Linked DNA regions of Gossypium hirsutum: region 1 is linked to region 2. A link is a contact called in public Hi-C data. All regions are on one chromosome and are shown on one strand. The core of a region is the stretch at or near the end of the contact, and the rest is flanking DNA. Distances in the headings are between cores, read along the strand shown. Region 1 holds the start of LOC121208249 (homeobox-leucine zipper protein ATHB-6). Region 2 holds the start of LOC107914377 (pentatricopeptide repeat-containing protein At4g39620, chloroplastic).

Evidence for each region. Hi-C and Micro-C count contacts between places; a contact is called where the count stands out from the background.
Region 1: a Hi-C map of leaf shows a contact between it and region 2, with 2.1 times the contacts expected there. The contact joins the promoter of LOC121208249 here to the promoter of LOC107914377 in region 2. A contact is called at or near these places in 3 of 34 Hi-C or Micro-C datasets (all in leaf).

What each region holds. Positions count from the first base shown.
Region 1 is chrA10:16,485,158-16,489,257 of Gossypium_hirsutum_v2.1, forward strand. It overlaps LOC121208249 (homeobox-leucine zipper protein ATHB-6), which reads right to left and starts at 1,998. Exons shown (of 3, transcript XM_041078795.1): 1 at 1,461-1,998; 2 at 982-1,364; 3 at 31-883. The coding sequence starts at 1,521. The coding sequence ends at 467.
Region 2 is chrA10:16,199,865-16,203,852 of Gossypium_hirsutum_v2.1, forward strand. It overlaps LOC107914377 (pentatricopeptide repeat-containing protein At4g39620, chloroplastic), which reads right to left and starts at 2,716. Exons shown (of 3, transcript XM_041078791.1): 1 at 2,316-2,716; 2 at 689-1,922; 3 at 1-165. The coding sequence starts at 2,663. The coding sequence ends at 795. It overlaps LOC121208246 (E3 ubiquitin-protein ligase RKP), which reads right to left. Exons shown (of 11, transcript XM_041078789.1): 11 at 3,482-3,988. The coding sequence ends at 3,839. It overlaps TRNAW-CCA (transfer RNA tryptophan (anticodon CCA)), which reads right to left and starts at 2,889; the gene lies at 2,818-2,889.

The DNA.
Region 1 (4,100 bases), core at 748-3,247, 280 kb after region 2:
GGTGTCATGAAAAAGGGAGCAATAGTGGTATAATTATAATATTAAGGTTTCTGAATTGGAGATAACGGGTAAATGTCTGCCCTAAAATTTTCAACTTTCTAAGGGAAATGATGTTGATGATCTACTTTATTTTTTTTTTCAGCTTTTTCACCATTAGAAGGAAAAAAAGCTTTACTTTTCCTCTGATGGATTTTGGAGATTTTTCCATTTACAGTAGAAGAACAGTAAAAAAAAAAGAAGCTTCCAATTACGACCTAATCATTCGCCCACCGCGTGCACCGCCGCACTGGCCACTCGCCACCTATTGGGTATTGAATTCAACTTCTACCGCCTCCACTTCAACCCATTAATTTCTCTCTTCTTCTTCTTCTTCTTCGGACAAAATTCTTGGAGAGTTTGCCTTATTCTCTTGCATTCCGTTTCTTTAATCCCATAATTGCATACATACATATATGTTTGATTTAGATTAGATCCACCATTGAAGACTTGGAGCTTGTTCATCTGAAAAGAAATTGCAGACTTCATCTGCAGTACTACTGATGAAATCATGCTCTTCCATCTTCACAAATTGCGGGGTTTGATACGTTGTTTTGAACAACTGGAAGCAGTTATTCATGGAGGACGGTGAAGAAGCTGCCCCGTTGTTTGGGCTGCCCCCCTCCATGTCTCCGCCGCTGTTGTTTTCTTCATTCAAGATAGCGCTCGAATCACTATCTGATGATCCGTCTTTCAAGTCCGGGAAAACGGTGTCGCCACCACCACCAACTGATCCATTGCCGCCGCCGTCGTTGAAGCTCTCGCAGTTCACTTCCGCCGGCTCCAATGAGGTACCCAAAGATGAACCCGGCGGCGGCTCGATGAGTTTTGCCTTCAGCTCACTAATCTGCATCATTTTCATACCTTCAACTTTGCTTTACAAATTAAACTCAAAGAGATTCCCAGTCTTACTAAGATAAATGAATAATTGTTATTAATAATTACCTGTTTGAGAAGATCTTCATTTTCATGGCGGAGGTTACTATAATTGAGCTTAAGAGATTCATAACTGGTCTTAAGAACTCCATAATCTCTTTCCAATTGCTTTGTTTTCCATCTAGCACGTCGGTTTTGAAACCAGACAGCAACTTGTCGTGGCTGCAACCCAAGTTCTTGAGCTAGTTTCGATTTTCTGTCGGGTTCGAGTTTGTTTTCAACTTCAAAATTCTTCTCCAATGCCTTCACTTGATCCACACTTAATCGTCTCTTCTTGGCACCCCCGCCATGGCCGACTGTTAATTCTTCAAAACAACCTTCTTCATCGAATCCTTCTAACATCGACTGAAACTCTCGACTGTAAACATTGTTGTTTCTTGGACTACGTTCATCTGTACCAAATCAAAACATATCAACAATTAAGACGCTGATGAACATAAAAGATCTTTTATTTTTTGGTAATAAAAGTTGGGTTTGTTTTATTAGACCTGAAGTTGGGCAGATTGACATCAAAGCACTCAATGAATCTGAGCTGCCAAGTCTCTTCATGGTTGATGATGAACTTAATGATGAAATCAACAATCTTTTTTTTTTCTTTAAAAGATTTTCAATGGATGTTGTTGTTAAAAGAGATTCAACTAAGATTGAAACTCAAACTGCCTTGTTTAAAACAAGACCAAATTGTACAAAGTTGTAATAGTTTACAACATGAAAACAACAACCACTGTCCTGTCTTAACTTCTCCACCATTTTTGTTCTTCTTTAACACAGTTTCTTTCTTACTCTCAGTTCCCATCCAACAATAGACATAACAAGAAAAATAAACAAAACCTAAAATACCCAACAATCAAAGCTTCCATGAGAATCAAAATATATAAAATTATGAATTCTTTTTTTTTTTACATTATAATTAAATTATAGTAGTCTAAAAGACTGTTCATCGAGAAAAGAAAATTGTGAAAAGAAGAAGACGGAGGAGGTATTTTCAGGTGAAAGAGAGAGATGAAAGAGAAGATTTTAGAAGGAGCTGGCTAGCAAAGTTTCCCATACCTTTAAATAAAACTAAGATAGGTCGTATTTGGGTTAGAATCTTACTAGGGTTAGGTACAATCAGCAAAGCAAATGGAAATGAACCCAAAATTCAATCCAAATGCAATGTTTTTGTTTACTGTATATGAGTTCTATTCTATTATTTTAATTTTATTTGTTCAAATCCACCCAAGTGAAATAAACTTTAAGTTAAATAATATTTTTAAGTTAAATTTTAAAAAATAAAAAATCAAATTAAAATATTATTAACAATATAAATAATTATAAATTAGAGTATATAAATTTAAAATCATATATATTTGAAAACTATTTTAAAAGAAAAAAAAAAACAAAATACCCCTCATGATAATCTTGATTTGAAAATTTAATTCTTTAATGCCTTAAATTTGTCATTTTGGGAAAAAAACATTTTTTTATAATTTAAATTTTTATATAATTTTTAGAATTTTTTTAAATCTATCATTTTTATAAAAATATTTTAAAGAATATTTTAAATATTTTGTAATTTTGTTTGAGAGAAATTAATTTGTTCATTTTTCTAAATTGACAGGGATTCAAGTGGTATATACACCAATTTGTTATTTGGGTTATTCAAATTATGTAAGTTATAAAATTTAACTCGATTCGAACTCTAAAAACTGAATTACTTATTTGAGTTGATTAAAAAAACCAAATAACTAGATTTGATAATTACAAGACTAATTTTTTTTCGATTTTCCCAACTCACATCGAATTTTGCTCTCCACTATTAATATATATTGTGATACAAAATTTTTAATTTTCTACATATGCATGTATGACATTTTTTATTTTAATCAATTTTTACATACTACTCACATGGCACTATTTTAAGTTTAATTATTGTATACATAAATAAATATATTTATTAATAAAAAATAATTGAATCTATTTTCTTAAAGTATAAAAAAAATCAAAATTAAAATTTCATACATATAATTGAAACAAAATCAAATTTTCATGTTTATATTATGTTAGTTCTAATTTTTCATGTATTTTGATATAACAAAAAGGTATATTAAAAATCCCCTACTTAGATTGGCAAAAATTGTTTATAAGTCCTTAAACTTATTTTCAAAGTGTTGGACAAGATAAACATTTAAAAAGCCTTAAATTAAGTTTGAAGGACTTCTATTGATACTTAGGAGGACAAGTATCGTAGAACTCAAGATGGAAAGACTTTGAAAAGGCTACAGAATTCTACCGTACAACTCTAGGTTCTACCGATACAACCCAAACTTTTATTGATAGAACGCATTCAAGTATGCAAGGTAGTTTTGGCCTAGAGTCTCTATCGACCCCTTGGTCCGACCTATCGATACAACCAGAGTTCTAACGATACCTTAAGGACTTCTACTTAGACAAGTCAAGGCAGTAGCCAAAGTTAGTTGAAACCTCAAAGTTCTATCGGTACAAGAGGACCTCTACTGATACAACGAGCCCAATGATCATATTTTAGAAGGACTTCTATCGATACAATGAAGATGCAGACTGCATTTAATGCTAGTTTTTATGGCTATAACGACTCTATTTTGTTTCTAACGGCTACAAATGTCCACAAGGTTGTTAGAGGATTTAAATACAAAGTTAATGCTTTTCATTAATAATATAGAAACAAGTGCCTAAATTTTAAGAACTCAAAATTTCAAACTTTCACAATCTTTTACTAAATATTTCTTGTACACACTTATATGTTAAGTTTTCTATCATTCTTTCAAGTGTTGTAACTTTATGTGAGAATTTAATTATTGATTATCTATATTTTAGAGGTATCATCTTATTCATCATTATTTTCTCTCATTTGTGAGGTGTTACTTAAGGTTTTGGGTAGAAAACCTTAAAGAGAAGTGGTTGTAACATCCCTAACCTGTATCCGTCGTCGGAATAGGGTTACGAGGCATTACTGAATAACATACCTCATTTACATACATTTAAGCATTCATAATTGAAATCAAATCAAATCATTCACATTGTCCCTTATAAGGTCCTACGTGACCTTAAAACATGCTTAGAAGTGGTTCAAGACTAAACCGAAAACATTTGCAAACTTTGAGGAACTT
Region 2 (3,988 bases), core at 1,466-3,965:
CATAACCATAGTGCAAATATATGTTAGATACTGATGTCGGATGCAACCATCCTTTACGCAAAATGAAGAGTCAAAACAAAATTGCTGTAAGTACCTGCTTACGATTCGAGGAAGATACCCCAACTGTCTGAACTCTTTGTAACTACAACTGAGTATGGATAAAGCCTGCAATACGACCAATGTTCTGCATTAATTGTCTTATTGCATTGCCTTTGAAACCGGCCTGCATTCAGATTAAACCAGAGGGAAGAATCGGTTCGTTGCCCTGAAATATGAAACAAATTAATCTGGCTCATTTCAATTAAAGATGTCTGAAAAACTACTTCTCTCAGTTCATTTCAACACAACACATCGCATTTATCAAAAAACACAGTTAGAGAATAGCAAACTGAACAGCAGGAAACTAGATGTCAATGTCATAAAAGAACGATGAACCAAATACTACAAGCACAGAAGGTTGTCACTGGATCCTATACTGAAAGTATACTTACTATCTAGTCCACTAACAATGATGCAACAAGATGCAGATCGAACACATGACATGGTTAAATCTGTGATCTTTGTCAACAATTTAGAAAACAATATTATATTTATCAATGGAAAATCAAGCACACAAAGTGATTCTCATTAATAAGGTATAAGCTTTGCTATGCAAACAGAAAATAAGAGAACAAATTGAGACATATACCGGCCGCATTTTGTGGGGGAAAACAGTCAATATAGCCGAAATTGAAAACCATCCATTGCTCTGATGCAGGCTTAGTTGGAAGGAGACCCAAAAAACAAAGAACCAGTCAATTAATTACTTTAACCTCAGTTTTTGCATTAGTCTCAGGCCTGCCACTCCTTGTGGCTCGAACGGAATCTGGACTAGCCGGTAGAGATCCAAAGGCTTCAAGAGCCTCTAGGAAGAATCTCTTGTTAGGGACTATACCATCTTTTTCCATTTCTTTCACCAACTTCTGTACAAGGTCTTTCATGTCAGCTTTCGTGTAGGCCTTATATAGAAGTTTATATGTCGATGAATCGGGAATCACCCCAATGTTATTTGCCTTATCAAATAGCCTATCGGCTTCCATAGGTAGACCATTTCTACGGTAAACTTCAAGCATGACATTTAAGGTCGAAACTTTCATTTCCTTCCCAGAGTCAACAATCTCATCAAATATTTCCCTCGCCCAAGAAACAGAATCACAAAATCCATACATCATTATAAGACTCTCGTAGGTGATAAAGCTTGGTGTGTATTTCATATCAGTCATCTTTTTGAAAATATTTTCAGCTCTCTCTTTAAGCCGCGCCTTGCCATAATTTATGATCATCGAATTAAATGCAGGAAGGGTAGGTTTCTCCTTTGAGCGCAACAAGCTCTTAAACACTTGTTCCATCTTATCAAATTCTTGCTTCTTGCCATAAGAATCAATAAGCACGTTAAATGTAATAATATCAGGCTTACACTGATTGCTTTTCATCCGAGAAAGAACAGACTCCATCTCTCTGATCATCCCCTTTTTCCCATACGCATCCATCACACCATTAAATGTATATATATCAGGGGCAATACTGCTCTCAGCAAGATCCTTAAACAAAGCATTAACTTGATCCACATTTCGAGCTTGAGCAAAGGCCCTCAAAAGAATATTGTAAGTGACAACATTGGGTTTACACCGTTCAATTCCCTTCATCTTGTTGAAGTAACCCAAAGCTTTGTCCAAAGCTTTGGCTTTATCACGGGAATGGAGATGGGTGGTGATAAGAGCATTATAAACCGAAGAATCAGGCCGACAACCACTGTTACGCATCTCAGAGAAGAGCCACATAGCCATTCTAGTTCGGCCTTTCTTTCCCATAACCGTAATCAATTTCGAATAAACCCCATTATCGGCAATATACCACCTTTGTTTCTGCATCCATCTGAAAACCTGAAAGGTACAGTATGTAAGTAGTCAAACAGATTTACTTCATCCAAGTTTCCAGCTTCCAACAGCAATTCAGGACACTTTAAGAAGCTTAAATTCTCTAACACAAAGATTTGCTCTCAACTCATATGTTCAATAAGTTCCACTTGATTGCTGCTTTTACCTGTTTACTAGTACTAACAGATCATTGTGCCCGAACCCATTCTGTAATTATAACAGCTATGAATATAACGAGATAAGTTTAGTTTCCTTTTTTTTTTTTTTATCTTTTCCAAAAACAATGTTCGAAGAACACCCGTATTAAGAACAACCTGAAAATGCAAAATTCCAATTACCCTAAACCTTAAAAATGAACCAAAAAGGGGGAAATAAAAATCGAGAAAGGGAGCAAGGAACCTCAAGGCATTGAAGCCATTTATCAGTTTTGCCGAGTTCTTCAAACAGGAGAAAACAGTGCTCGCATCTCACAACACTCACGTATCTGCTCAATGTCTTAACCAACGGCTCTTTGTCGCCGAAACTTCTCATTAAGACCCGAACTAGTTCCTTGGCTTCGGCGTCCTCAGGTTTTGAAGAACCCGTTTTCCTCCTGGGTCGGGTAGCACAGGATATTCGTGTGATGGGTCGGGTTGGAAGATTACATGGTTGGGTGAGGGAGGATAGGTTAGTTGGTGAAGAATTATGTTTAAAAGGAGAAGGGAATGTGGAGAGTTGCAGAGAGTAAGGTGATAAAATTAGGGGCATTTTATTTTTAGCTTTCGTTGTTTGGAGCTGCTTCTCGGGGGGGGCTTCTCGGGGGTTGTTTGATAAATATGGAGTTTCTGGAAGAAAGTAAATGACGAAACTACCCAAACAAAAAACTAAGGGGCAAAAAATGGATCCGAAAGAATCGGGATTTTGAACCCGACGTGAATCGAACACGCAACCTTCTGATCTGGAGTCAGACGCGCTACCATTGCGCCACGGATCCCAGCTGATAGGTTCTTATATAAATTTATATTTATTGGAATAGTTATGGGTCCTGATACATATCGTCTGGCTCCGGTTGAAATGATTAGTCATTAAAAACCACAACAATGTGTTGTTTGGATAACAATGAGCTTTTGGTAATTGAATTGATACCCTATCGACCACCCTAAATATCTGTATTCCGATCAAATTCGGTACAAAATCCAAATTTAATCCAATTTGGAGTTTGATTTAAGCTCAATTAAGATATTTGATTTGGGATAATACTAATAATAATGTTATTGAAGCGTGCACATAAAGGATTCAATTGTCTTATTTAATTAGAATTTGTTCACTCTTAGTTGAGCAGTAGAACATCATTATCAAATTTAAACTAAAATCAATTAGAAGTAATAAAGAAAATGATAAGTGAAGCAAATGGGCCAAATCTTATTTGAGTTGATTCCAAGGGTAAAATATGCCACCTTTCGAACAAAGGAAATAAAAGATATAGATAAATGGTTTTTTTTTTTTTGAAGAAATAAATATGAAAAGTCGGATACTATTTGTTATTTTAGTAGTCTTATGCTATTTGGGATTGTTGAATAATAATCAGCCAAAAAAGCACTCGTTTCTTTTATATTATTTTCCTTGCCATTTACATCTCATATTTACAAAGACTGCCCCTCAAACTACAAAATGCGTAGTGTACCCAGAATTTTATTTTCCCAGGTACAACTGAAACTGCAGCCTGAGGATTAAACAAAGGGCTTGCTGACGCTCATTTTCCAACCCCCCCCCCCGTCTTGCTAGCTACATGCCACTTCTTTAAGGGTATATATATAAGAATATAAATCCTTAATAACAAAAGCATAAGCAATAATATGAACAAACAAACCAAAAAACCTACTTTTTTTTCAACTTTCTCTGGCTTTCTTCCCCATTTTCCTCAAACAATTTAAGATTCTGAGTTATCTTTCAACTGTGTTTTCTATGGTTCTGACTACTTCCAAGACAGTGGCATTGCAAAAGAAACATCTTTGACAATTTAAAAGATGTCTAGTTATGCAAACATAGCAAGACCTGTGAGAACACGGTATGAACTGTGCATCGGCTTCCGA